Regions from separate parts of the Rattus norvegicus genome. Here region 2 is linked to region 1. Evidence: chromatin contacts called from public Hi-C data. All regions are on one chromosome and are shown on one strand. The core of a region is the stretch at or near the end of the contact, and the rest is flanking DNA. Distances in the headings are between cores, read along the strand shown.

The links. Hi-C and Micro-C count contacts between places; a contact is called where the count stands out from the background.
Region 2: a contact with region 1 is called in a Hi-C map of psoas muscle, with 1.8 times the contacts expected there. The contact joins the promoter of Mfap4 here to the enhancer-like site in region 1. A contact is called at or near these places in 2 of 12 Hi-C or Micro-C datasets (prefrontal cortex and psoas muscle) and 1 of 1 datasets of contacts at active chromatin or transcription factors (oligodendrocytes).

What each region holds. Positions count from the first base shown.
Region 1 is chr10:46,618,181-46,622,381 of GRCr8, forward strand. It overlaps Rnf112 (ring finger protein 112), which reads right to left. Exons shown (of 14, transcript NM_138613.2): 12 at 4,151-4,201; 13 at 3,928-4,002; 14 at 2,422-3,839. The coding sequence ends at 3,369. Among named protein-coding and RNA genes, the nearest start is that of Rnf112, 5.9 kb to the right of the region's middle. Within about 2 kb of position 1,906, at least 24 of the 93 cell types and tissues checked have an H3K27ac peak or open chromatin away from gene starts, as enhancers often do.
Region 2 is chr10:46,664,721-46,668,921 of GRCr8, forward strand. It overlaps Mfap4 (microfibril associated protein 4), which reads left to right and starts at 1,933. Exons shown (of 6, transcript NM_001034124.2): 1 at 1,933-1,971; 2 at 2,195-2,279; 3 at 2,507-2,661; 4 at 3,226-3,322; 5 at 3,395-3,577; 6 at 3,947-4,201. The coding sequence starts at 1,966. The coding sequence ends at 4,194.

The DNA of each region.
Region 1 (4,201 bases), core at 656-3,155:
GACCATGAGCCAATGTCCTCTGAAGCCATGAGCAAAGCCAGTCTCTCCCTTTCCGCTGTCTGTCGGGTCCTGGCCACAGAAACAACAGAGCAACACAGGTGGGATCTCTTTTTGCCTCTGTGACGTCGTTCTCCGATTGCACAGGATCAACCCTGTGTATTGAATGTGATTGATTAAGAGAACCACCTTCTTTGTTTTCCGTATTGCTGGAGAGAATATTCTGCTTGGCAAGAGACTTCTTTTTTTTTTTTAAAAAACCTTCTTCCTCAACCATATGGGTTCTAGATTCCCAGTATTCAGACGTGGGCGGCGAGCGAGTGGTTTGTCATCACATGAGCCCAGCTGTGTGTTCCCTTACTGCTCAACACCCAACCGGTGTTTGTCAGTGTTGCTTATGGCACCACCCCATTTCAAAGAACACAGGTCTGTTGGTAGGTTAGGGAGGTGATGCCACAGGAACAAGTCAGCTTGGTGTCTCATCCATTCAGTGCAGTCAGAGCTTCTTCTGGCTCGTGATGTGGCTTCCTGCAGGTCAGTGGAGTGGGACTCTTGCCCGTGTCATTAATGTAGGGGCTTCAGGTTGCTGCCTCTTTGTGCCTTGTGCACTTGGCATCTTCAACACTAGGGAGACTCAGAATTGGGAGCTGCAAGGTACGGCAGCAATCTCTCCCCCAGACACTGAACCCTGGAGGCCTGCGTTAATGTCTGGTAGATCACAGAACCAATGTCGAAAGCCCAGGACTAGTTTGGGGTATTGTTTAAAGGTATCTTGGAGCTCATAAATGGGACACTTGGCCCTCATCAGACCTTTAAGAGACGGGGCCTAGATCAGGTCACTAGGGATACAACCCTCAGTAGGAGTTAATGTAGTTCATATGAAACCCTCTCTCTGGCTTCCTGCCTGGCCACGTGAGGGCTGCCTCTTATACACCCTCCTCCCCATCTATGCCAAGCACCACAAAGTCTTTAACAGAGCCACACTGATAGCAGCACATGTCCTTGGACCTTCAGAACTGCGAGTTCAAGAAACTTCTCTTGATAACATGCAGGGCCTCGAGGATTTTACTGTGAGAATGAAAACTGGAATCACATACTCAAAACCCACCTAGAGTCAGAAGGTTGTCTGGGGGGGGGGGGGTCTGGAGAGACCCGGCTCTGCCCAGCAAGGGATTCTGACATCAGAAACCCTGAGTTCAAGTCCCAGTTTGTCTGTCACTGGTAGTATCGGCAACACAGAAACACACCATTTCCCTGAGCTCCTACGTCCTCCTCTATACAAAGGTATACTGCTGATGGCTTCCGGGCTTAAGGAGGAGCTACTTGGGAACCTGGTTTTGAAAGATACAAGGCCCAAGACAAATACCATGGAATATCCTTCCCCCTCCCCTGCCCCCGCAAAAGGCTCTCTAACTGAGCCAATTTCTCCCATCTGTTCAGTGAGCACAAAGCTGACCTTGGAGTTTCCTCCAAGTTCTTGTGGGAGGGGGATCCTAAGCTGCACAGCACCGCCCTCTGAGTCCTCGAAGGGCCTTATGTCCTACGCTTGCCAGCCCCGATGTCTGGGAGACTTTGCAACTCATGTGTCTTCCAGATGACAGTGGAAGGGATCTGTGATACGCCCAGAAAGCCTAGCTCCACAAACACCACACACCATCTAGACCCTGTCCCCATGCATGGCCTAGTTTCCAAAAGGAGTCTCCCTCATTTGCCCTTGCCCTACCCAGCCTCCTCCCCAGCTCCGGGATGTTCCTATGTATCTGTCCATCAGTCCCAGGCCGTATTCTCTACCACGCCTCACAATTTCCCTGAGCTGGACGTGCAAGCAGCAGCCTCCAGAAAGGAACATCTTGATTTCAGCAGAGCCCTCAACAGCACATTTTTCAGAGTCTGACTGTGCAGTGCCTGTGCCAGATTCTCTGCATCTCCCTGGGGCAGCTGGTCAGTCTTACTTGAGACTCTGTCTTGGGTCTGCCTCTGTGCAATGCAGAATTTAGACAGAGTGAGCATGCTGTAACTCTGGAGGCGGGAGGAAGACTCCAGTGTCCACTGCCTAGACCTGCACAATGGATCCCGGCTTCTCCCTTTTCCAGGATCTGACCAAAGTCTTCCTGTTCATGTCTCCTTCTGTCTTCTGCTGGAACAGAAGTCAGCTCCCTACTGACTGACAGGGTCATCAGAATCAGCTTCTCCAGGGACCGACAAGAGGATCCAAAGCTCCAGCAGACAAGCCTGCAAAAGTGGCTGTGTACTTGGCTCTTGGCCAAGGCCTCCTACTGCCAAGACAGAGCAAGGTACTCTTCAGATCACTTCGAATTTCAATGTCCCTGTCCCCACATCCCGGTAATGGAACCCCTTGTCACCTCCCCACTACCCCAAATTCCTTGGGAGGCCAAAGTCTTATTTCAGTAATGTACTGAGAAGTTGCCATTCACACACACACATTTTATTTTTATATAAAATAAAGGGTCATATGCCCAACATCCTTTATAGTTTAATAGCCCAGAAGTCTCTTTAGAAATCTCCATTCCCCGAAAGAGGCTCCCTGTTCGCAAGCTCTCTGGGGGTTTGTCGTTCAGAGGGCTGCATCCAAGGGGTCTTACAGTGTGGCACAGAGGCCCCGCAGCTCAAGGGGAAGGATGTATTTAAGACGGAGCCCATGTCCTGCACTTCCCTTTACCACACTTTGGCAGAGCCTGGCAGGGCCTGCTTTAGCACAGAATGCAATCAGAGGTGTGGTTCTTTGGCATGTAATCTGTGTTGATCCATCCAAATGGGCTTGGCACAGGGCACAGGCTTAGGAGGACTGCAGGAGGCTGGGGTACAGGGCGGTTCAGGACACACATCTGGACACCCAACTGAAGAGCAGGGAGGCCAGCCAAGTCTGGCCTTCCGGAACAGTTTTGGGAACAAGTGGCCACTCTAGAGTTATAGCTCTATCATTCCCATCCCTTTGTCTTCCCTGTTAGGGGCCCCCAGCTCCAAAGCGAGTTATGCTGGGACCTATCCCAACTGTAAAACGGATGGGGTTCGGGATCCAGGGCCAAACTTCCAGGCTGAGACCCACCAGGGAAATAAACTGGAGCCGGGTAGGGGAGGTGGAGCCTTATGTGGTGGGAGATCCTAGGTTCCAGTGAATAGCAATTAGCCATAGTCAGAAACAGGCCTTACACCCTATCTGCTGCACTCCAAGCACAGCCTCATGGCCAGAGGCCTCCTCAGGGTTCGGGACCGACCTTAAAACCCCAGCTCAGCCAATGTTTGGCATGGGGCATTCGCCCAGTATATACGTGGTCTTGTCTGAGTCCCTGGCATGTCCACACCCTTCCTCCTGCCTTCCACATATTTCCCGCTTCGACATCTCCTAGCTGTTATTCTTCCTGGAGTAGGGGCTCTCGGTCTCCTCCTTGAACTCTCTCATCTTCCTCTTTCTCCATGCAGCCCACCGTCGCGGCCAGCCCAGCACCCACACCACCCCCAACTACAGCAGCCCCAGTGGCACCCACCGCTGCCCCGGCTGCCACCATCCCAGCTTCTGCAGCCAACGCTGCTGCCGCCATACCGGCGCCCACCACACCCCCTGCCAGGCCCATGAGTCCAGCACCTACAGCGCCCCCTACCGCGGCCAGGTGGCCACAGAAGCGCATTGTGTAGGAGTCCATGAAGGCCTTGGCTTCTGCCTGCAGCTCGGCTTCCAGGGCCTCCAAGGTCTGCTCTCTCTCCTTGCACAACAGGGCCACACCATGGCGGGCCAAGATAGCATCCTTCTGGGTAGAGAGGAGGTTCCTCATAGTGTCGGGCAGTACTCGTAGTGCAGAGAAGATGCGCTTGGTGGCTATGTCCTGGGGCAGCGGTAAGGAAAAGGGGGGTCCAACTGGGTCCTCAGGCATCCTCTCCTGCACACCCTCTCCTGCACACCCCGAGGCTCACCTGCTGTCTCACATACTCTTCAAACTCCTTCTTGGCGGCTTCCACTTTCCTCAGGTCATGAAGTTGAGCAGCCATCTGTCCACGGGGAAACCCAGGCTGCCTGCCTCTTTCCTCCTCAACCAGGGATATCCCCGATCCTCCATTTCCTCTCCCGGGGCATGCGGACCCTTACCTCAGGCCACCCTCCCCGACCCTATCCTTCCCAAGGGGAGGGGCTCATTACCTCATCTGGAGAGCTGAAACTGGGCCCACTCTTCCCCATCCAGCCGGAGAG
Region 2 (4,201 bases), core at 683-3,182, 47 kb after region 1:
GTCTCCTTTGGACAAGTAGGTGTGGGCACTGTTCCTGGTCCGCGTTATGTGGTACTGAGCCCTTACCGCACCTCCAAGGAGTAGCATCCTCATTGCACAGCGGAAGAAACTGAGGCACGGAGGAATCTGCCCAAGTTATTCCAAGACAGTGGGACGTGTGTTTCAACACTGGCTGCTAACTCTGGAACCCCCAAGACTCAACACAACTACCAAGAGCAACCGTACTCCATGCCAAGGAGGCCCCGTGGGGGCTCTTCCTGGGTCTTTTCTCTTTTCCAGGGTTAGAGACAGGATCTAAGCTCTCTCTTTGCTCTGGATATCTCGCATGTTCACCTGTCACATCTCTGTCCCTTCAGGGCATTGTGGTTCATTATCCAAAACACGTTGGTCACTCCAGAAGCTGATTCCGCATCCCCAGCAGCAAACATATTGGATAGCACATAGCTGTCCTTGATGAATATGTAAGCTTTATGACAGGTACTGAGGGTGCAGAAGCGGGAGGCAGTGAGCACTGCCCACTAGCATCCTAGACAAAAGGAAAGGCCAGTGGGCACCATGAGGAACAGACCAGGCAAAGGCCCAGGGACCTGCTGGCCAGAAGTCTGGGTATCTAGACAAAGTGTAGGAGTCAGGCAGTAAGGACCACGCTCTTGAAGGGAGGCTGAGCCAGACTGGTAACTCCTTTCCAGTCCCTGGGGAAAATGTTGGCGTCAGTGTTGAGAGAATGGAGAGTCACCGGAGGCTTAAACAGGGGGACACAGACCAGGCACCTAGGACACTCTCCCTGCACACAGACCAGGCACCTAGGACACTCCTCCTGCACACAGACCAGGCACCTAGGACACTCCTCCTGCACACAGACCAGGCACCTAGGACACTCTTCCAGCACACAGACCAGGCACCTAGGACACTCTCCCTGCACACAGACCAGGCACCTAGGACACTCCTCCTGCACACAGACCAGGCACCTAGGACACTCTTCCAGCACACAGACCAGGCACCTAGGACACTCTCCCTGCACACAGACCAGGCACTAGGACACTCCTCCTGCACACAGAGGTTGGAAGGAGCAGAGAACAAAAGCAGACGAGGCTGGGAGGCAAGGAAGGCAGGAGGAACGCAGAAACCAGGCTTGAGGCAGACAAAGAAAGCCGCAGTGGGCTCAGTCTGGACCGAGGAGAAAGGGCTTGAGAGACTCAGCCGGGAGAGCAGATGGGCTTGGAAGGGAGGAGGGGCAGAGTGAGGAGAAACAAAAGCACCCCAGATGGGCCAGGGAACTGTAGGAGGAGAAAGGGTGGGGGCATGGACACCCGGCAGGGGAGGGGGCCAGGAAGGAGTTGGGAGAGGACCCTGGCTCCAGTTGAGGCAGACAGAACTGCTGGCCGCCTGCAGCTTTGTGCTCATGGCTCAGAAATGTCCCAAGCTTGCCAGGAGACATCGGGCCCCTGCTGGCTCTGTCTCCTACCAGGCCAGGCAGCTCCCACATCAGGAGCTTTGGGGCTGCCTCCCCTAGCCTTCCCATTCCCAAGTGGAGACCCCTATCTCAGTTCCAGGGACGCCTCTATCCCTCCCATCCCCAAATAGCTGATGGAACAGACTAGTTGGGAGTGGGGGACACGCAGACATCTGCAGAGGGCCTGTCAGGAAGCAGGGGGGTGGGCAGAGGCCAGCTGGGGTTGCCAAAGGGCCCAGAAGGCAGAGTGGGGTTCAGGGAGCAGTTGCAGTCGGTAAGGAGTTAATGTCTGGTCCTCAGTGCTTCCCTGACAGGCCTAATGAGGCCCAGGTGGTCCTCTGGCCCCTGACAATGTAAGCTGATGCTGGGGGCTGGTTGTTGGGGTGGGGGTGGGGGGCATTTTGCAGTTCCAGGGGCGGAGCTGGGTCTGTGGGCTCAGACCCAACACATAACTGTGGGCGGCTGCAGTCTGGGGCCCCAGACAGCCAGCCTCTCTCAACTGAGCTAACAGCATGAAGGTACTGGCCTGGAGGATCAAGACTATTTGTGGAGACAGGCCACTAGCCAGATAGGGAACAGAGAAGCATCATGGGGTTCTCTTGAAACTTAAGTTCTGGGGATATTGGGCCTTCCTCGGAAAATAGAGGGGGGGGGGGCAGAGGGCAGCTTTCAGGCCGGGAGAGCCCTGGGAGGTGTCTGGCCCGTGTTGGAGTCTACACTCATCCCATTTCTCATCACCAGACCCTCTCAGGCCTGCCACTGCTGCTGCTGCTGCTCTCCACGCCTCCTCCCTGCGCCCCACAAGCCTCCGGGATCCGGGGAGATGGTAAGCGGCCCCCATTCACAGACATGGCCTGGTCAGCAGGCTGGATGAGGCCATTCTAAGTCAGGCTCTGCGGGACTGTTCCTCCTCTACAAAGTGGCGGGTTTCACCCTAGAGAAATCTCCAAACTTCTCATGACAGGGTCGCCTAGGCCCTGAGCAAAAGTGGGATATGGAGGTGTCTGTATGCCTTAGTCTTTCTCCTCACGGTCCCCACACTGCCACTTGCAGCTCTGGAGAAGTCCTGCCTTCAGCAACCCCTGGACTGTGATGATATCTACATGCAGGGCTATCAGGAAGATGGGGTGTACCTCATCTACCCCTATGGCCCCAGTGTGCCGGTCCCTGTCTTCTGTGACATGACAACCGAGGGTGGCAAGTGGACGGTGAGTAGGTAAAGGGGCCTCAGGCCAGATGGGGTTCAGGCAGATGCACGATTCTGGGTGTCATCTCTGTGAAGTGGGCTTCTCATCTTTATGGGGACTGGCTCCAGGGCTGCTAACACTTGTGTGCCCGAGAAGGTGCCTGCTGTCCTTAGTGGTAGGTAGGTGCCTTTTCTAAATGAGGAACTTCGAGCCCAGATAAGTAGCATTGTTAGCCTTGGGCCACACAGTACCAGAACTTGCAGCCAAGTATTCTAGATCCTCCTGCTGTTTTTATCACGTGGTGCTGGGACGGAATCCAGGGCCTCTAGGCTAGGTGGGTGCTTTGCCACTAAGCTATTTCTACAGGCCTTGACTCCCCCTTAATCTTTTCCCCTTCCTGTCTCTCAGTGGACAAAAGGCCTGGTAGGTACCCCATTTTTAGCAGCAGATGTTCAATGAGATGCCTGGGGGCAGTGTGTGTTCTGTTTTGGCAGCTCCCTAATACCCACTAAAGTCCCTTATAAACTAGCTCAGAGCCACCTGAGGGTGACCCCCGTCATCCAGCCCCTTGTCACTTGTTTCCAGGTTTTCCAGAAAAGATTCAACGGCTCAGTGAGTTTCTTCCGGGGTTGGAACGACTACAAGCTGGGCTTCGGCCGTGCTGACGGGGAGTACTGGCTGGGTAAGGTGGGGTCATGGGGTGGGGGCTGCCCCTTAGCCAACTCTTGGCTGACCAGCTGCCACCCCTACCTAGGGCTGCAGAACCTGCACCTCCTGACACTGAAGCAGAAGTATGAGTTGCGCGTGGACTTGGAAGACTTTGAGAACAACACAGCCTATGCTAAGTATGTTGACTTCTCCATCTCCCCCAATGCGGTCAGTGCGGAGGAGGATGGCTATACCCTCTACGTGGCTGGCTTCGAGGATGGCGGGGCAGGTACCCCTCTCAGCTTCTTCAGGGGCAATGGAAGGGGTAGGGGGTGGGTCAATAATGTAGGATTGGCCCTGCTCCATTGGTTCCTTGAGGCTCCTCCTTCAACCCTTCTGGGTGTGAAAGAGCCATAGCTCTCCACAGACTAACTCAACTGCATGAAGCTCAGCCCCAGGGAACAAACACCCTGGCCCTGCTCCAAGTGGCCCTGCTCCAGGCAGCTCTGCAGAATTACAGCTGTTCTCTTCGTGGCTCAGGGAGGGTGCCCTCATCCAATAGGATGCCACATAATGTCATCCCAAGTGTCATTCATCAACTGCTGTCACCCTCTCAGCTCCTGGCCTCAGTTTTTCTAGTCTTCCTCCCTCTTGCCAGGTGACTCACTGTCCTACCACAGTGGCCAGAAGTTCTCCACCTTTGATCGAGACCAGGACCTCTTTGTGCAGAACTGTGCAGCCCTCTCCTCAGGAGCCTTCTGGTTCAGAAGCTGCCATTTTGCCAACCTCAACGGCTTCTACCTGGGTGGGTCCCACCTCTCCTATGCCAATGGCATCAACTGGGCCCAGTGGAAAGGCTTCTACTACTCCCTCAAGCGCACTGAGATGAAAATTCGTCGTGCCTGAAGGGCTG